Regions from separate parts of the Capsicum annuum genome. Here region 1 is linked to region 2. The links are chromatin contacts, called in public Hi-C maps. All regions are on one chromosome and are shown on one strand. Each heading gives the region's core, a stretch centred on a gene start, on an enhancer-like site or on the middle of the called end of the contact. The rest is flanking DNA. Distances are from core to core; before and after follow the strand shown. Region 1 overlaps LOC107838936 (PITH domain-containing protein 1). Region 2 overlaps LOC107838938 (a long non-coding RNA gene).

Region 1 (5,591 bases), core at 290-2,789, 69 kb before region 2:
CACAAGGTGGTTCTGTTTCTGCTTGTAACTTTGATGGAAATTCTGACATGAGTGAGGTTGAGAGACTTGCAGAAAGAAGGAAAACACCAAGACTTCTCTGCCGGAAGCCGCGCTTGATGAGAATGTCAGCACAATGTTCTCATAATTAATGACATAAATTTCCTGGAATTAGATTATCCACTGTTAACTTAAGGAAGTCCTGTATTTTTTGAGGCATAAAAATATTTGAGACCATGTTGCTATGATCTTTTTCTTATGGGCAAGTCATGTGTTGTTTGGCACAATCCACTCACCTACTATTGTCCATCCTCCCAATGTATAAATGTAAATCAGGCTGCAGCCTTCTTTCCTTTCTGGTGCAATCTAATATTGGGCTTGGCACCTCCCTGACGTCCCCATCTGTGGCCCCTATTAAATTCCTGTAATTTGGCTTCAGCTCTCTTTTACATTTACCTGTTGTCCATAAGTCAACTAAAAGATGGTATCTATGTATGCAGGACTCAGGCCGAGACCGGTGGAGGCTTTTCACATGTGGAATAAGTTGTGTTATATGCAGCTCTTATGAGTAGAGTGCTTTCTCTATTAGATGTACACTGCAGTGGAACTTATACCCGGGAATAATTAGATAATTTACTGAAGTCTGCACTGCATTTCTCAGGAAAATGCTGATTTTAGAGTAGATTTGAAGAGTTTTCTTGCTGGAAACTGGTAGCTTAAACAAACAGTTACGGGGCACTAACCTCATATTTATAATTGCAAATATATGCACCTTTTGGAGACTAGGGTGATCCACAGGTATTGTAAGTACTTCTATTGTGCATCTTTTCTGAGATGCAGTACTTGAAAACTCCACCCGACTTCTATTTCCCCCTGCATGCCTATGATTTCGTCAGCCTCAGCCGTATGGAGAGTAAATTTCTGCAACCATTCGTTCTACTTCTAGATTCATGATGTTACTCATATCAGGATGCCTCAAATGAGTTTTGAGAAGTGGTTGTTGCCTTACATTTCATAATATCTATGTTGCTTGTGGATATGCTATTTAAACCAGCAAAAGCCAGATTCCAGAGGCCTTCATTTGCATATCTGAGAAACGGATGGCTCAATATTTGGACGACTCGGGAAAAAGAATAAAAAGAAACAAGTTTAAGTTTGTTCTTTCATGGTTTTCATATCTTCGCAAGGTCTTGAAAAAAATTCTTTTATATTTCAGTCTATAAATGATTGAATTGTTAATTGCCATTTGGGCTAATTTCCTAATTGTCAGGAGAGTTATGGTAATGCCTTGCTTCTCTTCTTGATTATGACATGTTCCATGAGTCAAGTGGAAAATATTGTCCGTCTGCTCATTAATGGTCCAGTTACGAGTTCTATCATAAAAAGATCAACATATCGAGAGGAAGAAAATAACACGCAGAGCGATGGAGAAATAAAGAGGAAGAGGGGTGGAAAAAACTGATGGGACCGTGGGGTTACAAGGTGCAAAAAAGGTTTAACCTATCGCAAAGATACTCAAGACGTCTTTAGTCAACACTAAGGTTTAACCTATCGCAAAGATACTCAAGACGTCTTTAGTCAACACTTTTTATCATTTGAACACAGGTAGTAGTGTGTGACTCTTATCATTTTAATATTATTATGGATTTGACAATTGGTGTGAATTTCACATCAAATAGGCACTTCAAGAATTTAAGCAAACAGTTCTTTTTTATTTTATTCTTTTACCTTCTTTTTCGTTTTTGCTTCTTCTTTACTCTTTTTCTCTTCCTTCTCCACTTAATCCTCCTATTATTTCTACCCTGGTCACCGAAAAATTAACAACGCGACCATTCTTTGAGATGTGGCATTTCTTTTATAAAAAAAAAAAAATCAAAATCAGAAAATGAATTTTAAGTTCTTTTCTTTTTTTATTTCAAAAAAAGAAAAGAATTCAGTCGGAAGGGATAAAAATGCGTTCATCCCCCATTTGTAGTATGAAGTTATTTGAAAATTTTGAGAAAGTTTGAAAAGAAATTCAGCAAATGAGGTGTTTATTTAGAAGGGGGAAGGAGGGACTGAAGAGGTGGGATTGCTTAGAAAATAATTTCTTTTATTTTTAGTTTTGATTGAAAATATCTTCTTTTTCTCTCATAATTCATTTTTAATTATGATTTTAGATGAAATGCCACGTGTCTTCATTTAATTCACCATTTTGACATGCCATGGGCGAGTGTAGTGCACACTCTTTATATAGTTTGGGTTGACTCAACGAAAAGTGTCATAATCAAGTATTTTTAAGTGTTTAAATGATACAAATTTTCGTAAAGATGTTTTAAGTGAAAGATATTCATTTTAGTGTCTCCCAATGGATTTAGCCTACAAAAAAATGTGTCATATGGACACACGAACGACAATATGCTTCTCTCTCCCCTTTTTTTTTTGGGATCTATTTCAAAAATGGAAAAGGATTGAAATACCTTCCGAAGGTCCTTAGTTAAATCTTTTGAAAAATTTTATTGTATGTTTTAGGCGAGAATCTAGAAAAATATTCTTTTTTAAAAATAAATTTGGGTAGAAAATCCTTTTATGTAAAAGAAAAAATTATCTAAAAAAATAACTTAAGTTACAAAACTACTAAAATTTCCTTCAATTTAAAAATATTACAAATATCCCAACATTTAGTATTTTTACTAAAACTTGAGATACATGTTAAAGATCCCCTCATCCTACGCCCTTACTTTACCAAATTAAGAACCGTTTCTTTCTTATTTTACGCCATTATTTCAACGGTGGGTTTAATCCCATCTTTTCCTCTAATTCATACTTTTGAATTAAGGTAAATTTCTCCCTAAAATCATATTCAATTTCTTCTAATCTGTCTGACAATTTTTTTTTTTTCAAAAAGCAATAATTTGACATTATTTTTACAAAGTGATTTTTCGGTGATATTGTTAAACAAATCTTTGATTATAATTTTTTTTAATCTATATTGTTTGAATTAATATAATGAATAGAGATTCAAAACCATCTTTTAGTCTTGGATATCTCAATTAGACATTATCAAACAATATGAAGAAGTTGTAAACTTTGTCCTGATAGTTTTGACTACGAAATGATGGTTTCAATGAAAATAGATCCAAGCATAGAAACGATCCATATACTATGAAGAAATTGCAGGAAAGGCATGCCAAGAAGGATAAGAAAAAAGTTCATGTTTCTAAGAAGAGATGATCTAACAATTCCCGAGGTAAAGTTTCCGTTAAAAAAATAAGAGTTGTTGAAGTTATTTCTAGGGATGAGCTTCCAAAGGTATTTACATGTTTAGATTTGGGCATTATTAGGCCGAGATTCATATTTTGATGTACAAGATACATTTTAAATTTCTTGTATATCTGATTATTTGTTTATGCTTTTATATCTATCTCGTGTTTATTAAGTTTTATTGAAATAAGCATACCAAAAGATACATGTTTATAAGTTTAAAGGTACATATTATGTTATTTTGTATCACAAAAAAGTGAGTTCTCTATTTATATATTTATATGTATCTCGTGTTGTTTAAATTTTATTGAAATAAGCATACCAAAAGATACATGTTTGTAAGCTCAAAGATACATATTGTATTTTTTTGTATATATGGTTCTCTGTTTAGGCGTTTAAATGTATCTTGTATTTTTTTTTTAAAGTATTATTGGAATAAGCATACAAAAGATACATGTTTGTAAGATTAAAGATACATATTGTATTATCTTGTATATCTGGTTTTCTATTTATGCATTTATATGTATCTATTTTTTTTGTTTTAGTGAAATAACCATACAAAATATACATGCTATTAAGTTTAAAGATACATATTGTGTTATCTCGTATCTCTAGTTCTCTGTTTATATATTTATATGTATCTCTTACTCTGTGTTATTGTAGATGTATGTATCTCTTGTTATTTTATTATTTTGATATATATTTTTTTGTCAGGAATTCCAACTCCTCCGCAATAGGTGTAGCAGGCATCAAAGCCAAAAAGAAGAACCTGTCTGCTAGTCACAATTCTTCAAACAACACACAAACAGAAAGCAAATCCCAAAATTCTCAATAATATTTGAACAATCAAAATAATTCTTCGAGTGTTGTGAGAAGGGGTATGTTAGTATTAGCTTGACATCTCTCTATTTTGAGAAATTAAATTGGTATATATTTGTAGTTCAAATATAGAAAAAATTATAGGCAAAAATCAAAAAATAACAAAGAAGAGCTCTGTGAAAAATTGAAGGTTAGATCAATTTCTATTGCTGGTATTTAAGGAGAAAATAAGTGCAAAATATTCGTGGCAAATTGGATTGATTAGTTTTGGTACATAATTATGACTCCACCAAAACATATAATTTTTATTTCTTAAAAAGATTAAAAATAAATCCTTTCCTAATAAAATTATCACAAAACTTTCATAGTTATACAAAAATTATAATTGTCCAAAAACTCAATTTTGGATGAATGATAATTTATTCTATGTTTTAGGCCTTTTAAAAATTTTAAATTCATTTCGAGATGTTGGGTTTTTTATAATTATAACTTTTGTGTTAGTAAGATAAAAATTTGCAATTTTTTTTTTTGAAATTTTTAAATCAATTATTTTTTAAATCTCAACTTAAATTTTTTTAAATCAATTAATTTTTTGTTAGAAAATATACTTATGCGACTTGATTAATAAATTACAATTATATAATCATTTATGAAATTTACATTACTTTTAAGTCGAGAGGTACTTAAAATGACCTAGGATTCTATTAGTCTGTAATAAGTGTCACAAAAAAATTTATTCAATTAGGTTTCCCAAATAAACTGATATATTTAGCATAAAAGGATTGAGAGAAAATGTTTAGACTTTTTTTTTACCTTACACTACTTCGGTCTTCTTTAATTGTTACTCCCTTTATTCTATCATAAGAAAATTATTGAGGTGATGCACACCTATTTTTTACAAATAAAATTGAGACAAATTCAATATTACTTTTCATTTTTATCCTCTTTAATTATTGTCAAACTATTTTTGAAAATTCAAAATATTGATCATGATAACTATTTTCAAGAAAATAATTCAAAATAATGAATAAATAGGAGCAATTAAGTTTATTGAACTCATCCAAATGTAGAGTAAAATGAAAGAAAATTCCAATACTACTCTTAAAGATTGAATAATTAAATTACTTTAAACATTGAAAAATGTTTCAACAATTCACTAATTATGAAATAGAAGGAGTATTGTTTTGCTAAAAATAATTGATTCATAATATTTGCTATTCAAAAAAATCAAAATTAAATCAATTATGTTTTCCCATTATGCATTTAGTATAAGTTGTTCTTGAAACATAAAAATATTACATAAAAGGGAAAATCTAGATTTAAAGAATACAAATACGTGAGTTGATGAAGATGGAATATAAATAGAATGGACATTTATTACAAAAGATATTAAAATGGTAAGAGATCAAAAATATAAGTATGGGATTAAAAATATACGTGAGTTGCCATAATATTGAGTTTTTATCATAATTAGTTAGGTTAATTAGTATATTAATGCTAGTATAGCCGTTACATCCCTTAAAATATGCTAA
Region 2 (5,271 bases), core at 2,486-4,985:
ATGTCATAGATATAGGACGTGCAGTTCCATCTAAAATAAATATGCTTGGTAGTTCCCTTGGTGGATTCCTGACAATACACTTGATTGGCCAGGTTTGCTGTAGTTCTACAAATCTTTATAATTTCTACGTCATATCCATTTAAATTTGTGAAACTTCTGGACCTTGCTAGATTTGTTCTATGCACATTTGTTGCTTTATGTAGCGAAGGTGGACAAGCTTGTGTATCTGAAAGACTATAGATTGACAGTTTACCAAAGCACCTTCATCTGAACACCTTGTTGTCTTTCACAGTAAATCACCTATATCACACACTTCCAAGGTCTACTGTAATCAGCAAAGTCTAGATTTCAAAAAATCTTTCTATTTGAAGCAATTGTATATCCAATCGTAAATAAAAGATGAAGTATTAAGTTTTTTCTAGATTTCAATGATCATTGGTAATAGTTGTACAAGAAGTAAATCATCTCCCTATGGATGTATTTTCTAACTCCTATATTTCTGAGTGCATTTGCTACATCTGTTTCATCTATTATTGTAGGTCAAAACTCCTATACTCTTCTTGCTAGGTGCCAAGGACCTCCGTGTACCAATATAGACAAGCTTGTAAGTAAGATTTAATATAATCTTCCTATTTCTTTTATCAAGCACAAGTTTATGTTTCATTATCAACATGATATTGGCAGGTCTATATTCTGCTTTATGGGGACTCTTGGTCTGCCATTGCTATTGTGGATAGCCTTAGAATAGGGGTAGTTGATTTCCATTTATCTGGGGGTGGATTCCAATGCCAACTTCTTGGAGCTTTAATGAAACTTCCAATCGTAAATGATATCTCCTTCCACCCTTCATTTAATGCTGGTTCAGGGATAATTAAAACAGATCTTCCTCCACTATTTGATGATACAATACTCAGGAATCTCCCAAATTGATTATGTTTTCTATTGTAGAAATGCTCTGCATCTTGATTGTATTACCACAAAGTGGAATTTGGAAAGGGTAAAGTGTACTCAATCACCACCTCAAATGACTGGAGAGGCTGTTCTGAACAAACAGCATATATGGTGTTTACCAAAAAATTTAACTTCTCTGCTTACAAAACTAACAAGTAAAACGTTGGCAGAACATAAGAGGATTTATGACATTGAGTTCCTGACCTAAAGAAAAATTATGCATAGTTACTTTTTTTTACCTCCCAGATTACTTAACCTCTAATCTGCTGTTTGAGTCTGCCACTGTTTTAGGCAGCATATGTTAAATGTCAAAATTTGATATCTGAGGCCTACACTACTGTGACAAATTCATAATGTAGGAGAAGGTGATCCAATGTCCAAGTCACCAAAATCTTATTTATTACTTATCTGCAGAGAGGAGCAGATAAGAAAAAGATGGAGAGACAGGACAAGAGTGGCAGAAAGAGAAACAAAAACTGCTCTGCGAAAACCAATATGAGGAAGAGAGGTATTAGCGTGACTAAAGGCATGAGATGGAACAAATAGAAGTTTTTGCAGAAAGAGTCTATGGAAGTAAGTCATTTTGAAATTTCTTTATCAGAGGTACCTCATTCTATGGATTTAGGCAGAAAACTGAGTTCATTTGCTCCATTACCTCCTGCAGGCAAAAAGAATGGGACTTAAAGAAGAAATGCGCTGAGATTAAAAGGTTGCTAGCTTTAAAGCGGCTAATGTAATGAATTGCCCGAAGAATATTGGCGAAAGAATCAATAGTGGTAAGGTAATGGATTGTCGTAGATTTAATGATCCATTACTACTTTGATTTGCTTTACTTGACTCTAGGGTCTTTCAAAACAACTTCTAAATCTCCCTCCAGGAGGTAGGGGTAAGGTGTAGTTACACTATATTCTCCCCAAATCTCAGTTTATAAGATTTCACGGGATATATTATTGTAGATTTGATGATCCATTACTACATTTATTTTCTTTAATTGAGTCGATGATCTTTCGAAAACAATCTCTTCCTCCATGAGATAGGGATAAGGTCTATATACACACACTCTATTTTCTCCAAATCTTACTTTATTGATTTCACGGCATATATTGTTGTTGTTGTTGTTGTCATTGTAAATTTGATGATCCATTACTATGTTGATTTGCTTCACTTGAGTTGAGGGTCTTTTGAAAACAACATCTCTATCTCACTCCAAGAGGTTGGGGTAAGGTCTGCATATACACTCTATTTCCCCCAAACCTCACAATGTGATTACACGGGATATGTTGTTATCACCGTAAATTTGATGATCAAATGGCTGTAATACAGGATGCTGGAACATGAAAATGGATTGGGAAAACAATTTAGCAACAGTAAGTATACATTCAATCAAAGATTTGATGATCCATTACTGCATTGATTTGCTTCACCAGACCCAAGGCTCTTTCATAAACAACCTCTCTATCTCCTTCAAAGAAGTAGGGGTAAGGGCTACATATGTACACTCTATTCTCCCTAAATCTTACTTTATGTGATTACATGGGACATGTTGTTGTTATCATAGATTTGATGATCCAATGCCTCTAATACAGGATGCTGGAACATGAAAATGGATCAAGAAAACAACTTGGTAGAAGATTGACATGAAATCCTTGGCAGAATCACTGAGATATCACATGAAGAGAGACGTCAAAATTTTGACTGTGAATGACGGAGGCGTTGTTTACTATTGAAGCAGAACGGTGACTGGAAATTATTTGTATCATACTACAGAGGTGTTCAGTGATGAAAATCCAAATGGTTCCATTGTTCTGTGAACAATTCTGGTAAGTGTTTAGAAACTTTTCTAGAAGTATTATTGTAATTGCAAATACTCATGATTGATTTCATATATTAGCAAAATTAATGCATGCACAACCTACTGCTTTTCTACATTCTTATTATTTCGCATTTTTTTTAATGTTATAAAGTGTGTTTCTTTGTTTTTCCCCTTCTGCATTCGGAAAGAGCTAAAGTAGTAATTCTTATTTGGGATTTTAGAAAAAGATGTGTAAAGTGCTTTGTTCTGATCATTCTGGTGATTTTCTCAAACATGTTGATATGCAAATCAATATTCTTGGTGTCTATGTTGCTCGGACTCTTTCGATCTGTTATAGGATGTGGATCCTCTAAAATTAGTATACCTCTGGAGGATCCAACACAGTTGTGGTAATATTTTTTTAGAGTTTGAACAACATATCTTGGTGTAACCTTTTTTTGCTTTTTTCTTCTTAAAAATTGCATTTTTCATATCATTGTATATTTATTGTTTGCAATATTATAATATGAAATAAGCAAAGTCACAGATTACTCAAACATAAAGTTTATAGGATACCTGAGAAGTTTGTGAAGTAGTGATTTACTTGTATGTAATTGATAGTTGAGATTTACGCAAATTAAAGTTTGTGGCCTTAAATTAAAGTTGTGTCAAATGTACCAAAATACCCTTTAATCTTGTGGTCCTAAACATGCCATGTGGAAAGTTGAAATTAAAGTATTGCCAAAAAAGGAAAGGAGTATTCTTTTTTAAACGTACTAAAAAGGAAAGTAGGTCATTCTTTTTCAAACGGAGGGAGTAATACAAATACAAAGTAAAAAATCTAAAACTCTCAACACTTAGTCTTTGATAAAAATAATAATCAAGCCCATTTCAACGTCAGCGTCCTCTTTTACAGTCACTGTCCAGACCCAAGGTGGATGCTGCATCTGTATTTGCTCGATGGCTTATTTCTGAGTTCTTGGAGTGTCCTCTAGTATGTATGATTAATAATGTGCAAGTAATGAACAAGTGGCAGGAGGTGCTTATAGTGTCGTCGTCGTGTTATTGACGTTTTGTCGACTCTAATCTATGTTTGAGGGGAAAACTCGAATAACCGGGGGACCTATGCTAGCAAGGCAACAACCATAGATGACTTGTGTGCGTAACTGATGAACTTTAAGCTATTACACATTATATTTTCAGGGATTGTATCTTCTTGTTTAATCATATTTGATAGGAATATGTTGACCTTTTTGTTTGAGAATTAATACTCTGCGAATCATTGTCCCATTAGTTGAAGAGGTTTCTCCATTGTGGTGTAATTGTGATTACCAAAAAGTATTAAGGACTATCCTATAAAGCTTGGAGGATGTTCGAATAATCTATTTCTCGAAATATGCTAATTTGATATGTTAATCTTTTGTTAAACCATGTGGAATCAACTTTATTAGAACTATGATAAATACTATGTATAGAACTTGCGGTATGTATCTTGCAACTCGCAACTTGCGGAATATTACATGTGGAATCAACTTGGAATATTAGATGTGTGGGTCTATTTTGCAAGGTTCAGTCAGATCTTGTAACCTTTTTCGATGGAAAATACTTTCAAGTAGTTTTATGTTTTAATATATTTATGTTTTACAACCTTATAATTCGAATTGAAATCAATCTAACGTATCGGACATAATCAATTCTTAATGTTGGGCCTGTACTGTCATGGGCCGTGCTCCTCTAGTAGTCACATAACATATGATGATACTGTTACAAGACGTATAATTCAATTCCATGTCAATTTGGATTGTGTTTATAAAATAATATGTCTAACCGGTCATCTTCTAATAAATATGACATCAAACTATTGTAATTACATGAGCACTTTTTCCTCATATCTTCTAATAAATATGACATCAAACTATTGTAATTACATGAGCACTTTTTCCTCATATGTTAATAATTTGAGAATTTTCTGATTATTAAATATTAGTATTAGTATTCATGCGACGTACGAATAATATTTAACAAAAATAAATTTGCAAATTTATCAAATAAATAAATGGGCATAAAATTTTTCTCTGTGTCAACCAACCAAGACTATTGAAGTGTGGTTCCGTTGAGGTTGATGATTATCCATCGTTTAACATCATCAGTTGTTTGAGAGTGAATATTGTTGGTGATTCAAAGTGTTGTACTCAACTTTTTTAGGTCATTTTCACGAGTTTTATTCAACTTACTTCACATTTCATGGATTATTACTTTAAACTTTTTTTTTTTAATACCAAATAGGAATCCAAAATGAAAATAAGAATACTCGGATATTTTTAAGATATAAAAGTCATAACTAAGAGCATTTTTGGATTGAATTATTTTAAGTGTTTTTAAATCAATAAAATTTTAAGCATTTTTTTTGTAGTATTTAGGTAAAACAAAAAAATATTTATAAGTTGGTTTTAACTCAAATCAAAAATTTAAAATCATACCTTATTATTTTTGTTTATAAGTCAAATGTCAATTCAAACACCCTCTAT

Evidence for each region. Hi-C and Micro-C count contacts between places; a contact is called where the count stands out from the background.
Region 1: a contact with region 2 is called in a Hi-C map of bud, with 2.6 times the contacts expected there. The contact joins two enhancer-like sites. A contact is called at or near these places in 2 of 5 Hi-C or Micro-C datasets (bud and placenta).

Annotation. Positions count from the first base shown.
Region 1 is chr8:84,121,024-84,126,614 of UCD10Xv1.1, reverse strand. LOC107838936 (PITH domain-containing protein 1) reads left to right here. Exons shown (of 9, transcript XM_016682229.2): 9 at 498-782. The coding sequence ends at 540. Among protein-coding and RNA genes, the nearest start is that of LOC124886735, 3.2 kb to the right of the region's middle. Within about 2 kb of position 1,539, at least 5 of the 5 cell types and tissues checked have an H3K27ac peak or open chromatin away from gene starts, as enhancers often do. A contact at or near this core is called in bud, where this site is marked.
Region 2 is chr8:84,054,600-84,059,870 of UCD10Xv1.1, reverse strand. It overlaps LOC107838938 (a long non-coding RNA gene), which reads left to right. Exons shown (of 9, transcript XR_001664906.2): 3 at 1-92; 4 at 540-604; 5 at 1,366-1,524; 6 at 1,616-1,732; 7 at 2,275-2,429; 8 at 2,538-2,771; 9 at 3,660-4,171. Among protein-coding and RNA genes, the nearest start is that of LOC107838938, 5.3 kb to the left of the region's middle. Within about 2 kb of position 3,735, at least 3 of the 5 cell types and tissues checked have an H3K27ac peak or open chromatin away from gene starts, as enhancers often do. A contact at or near this core is called in bud, where this site is marked.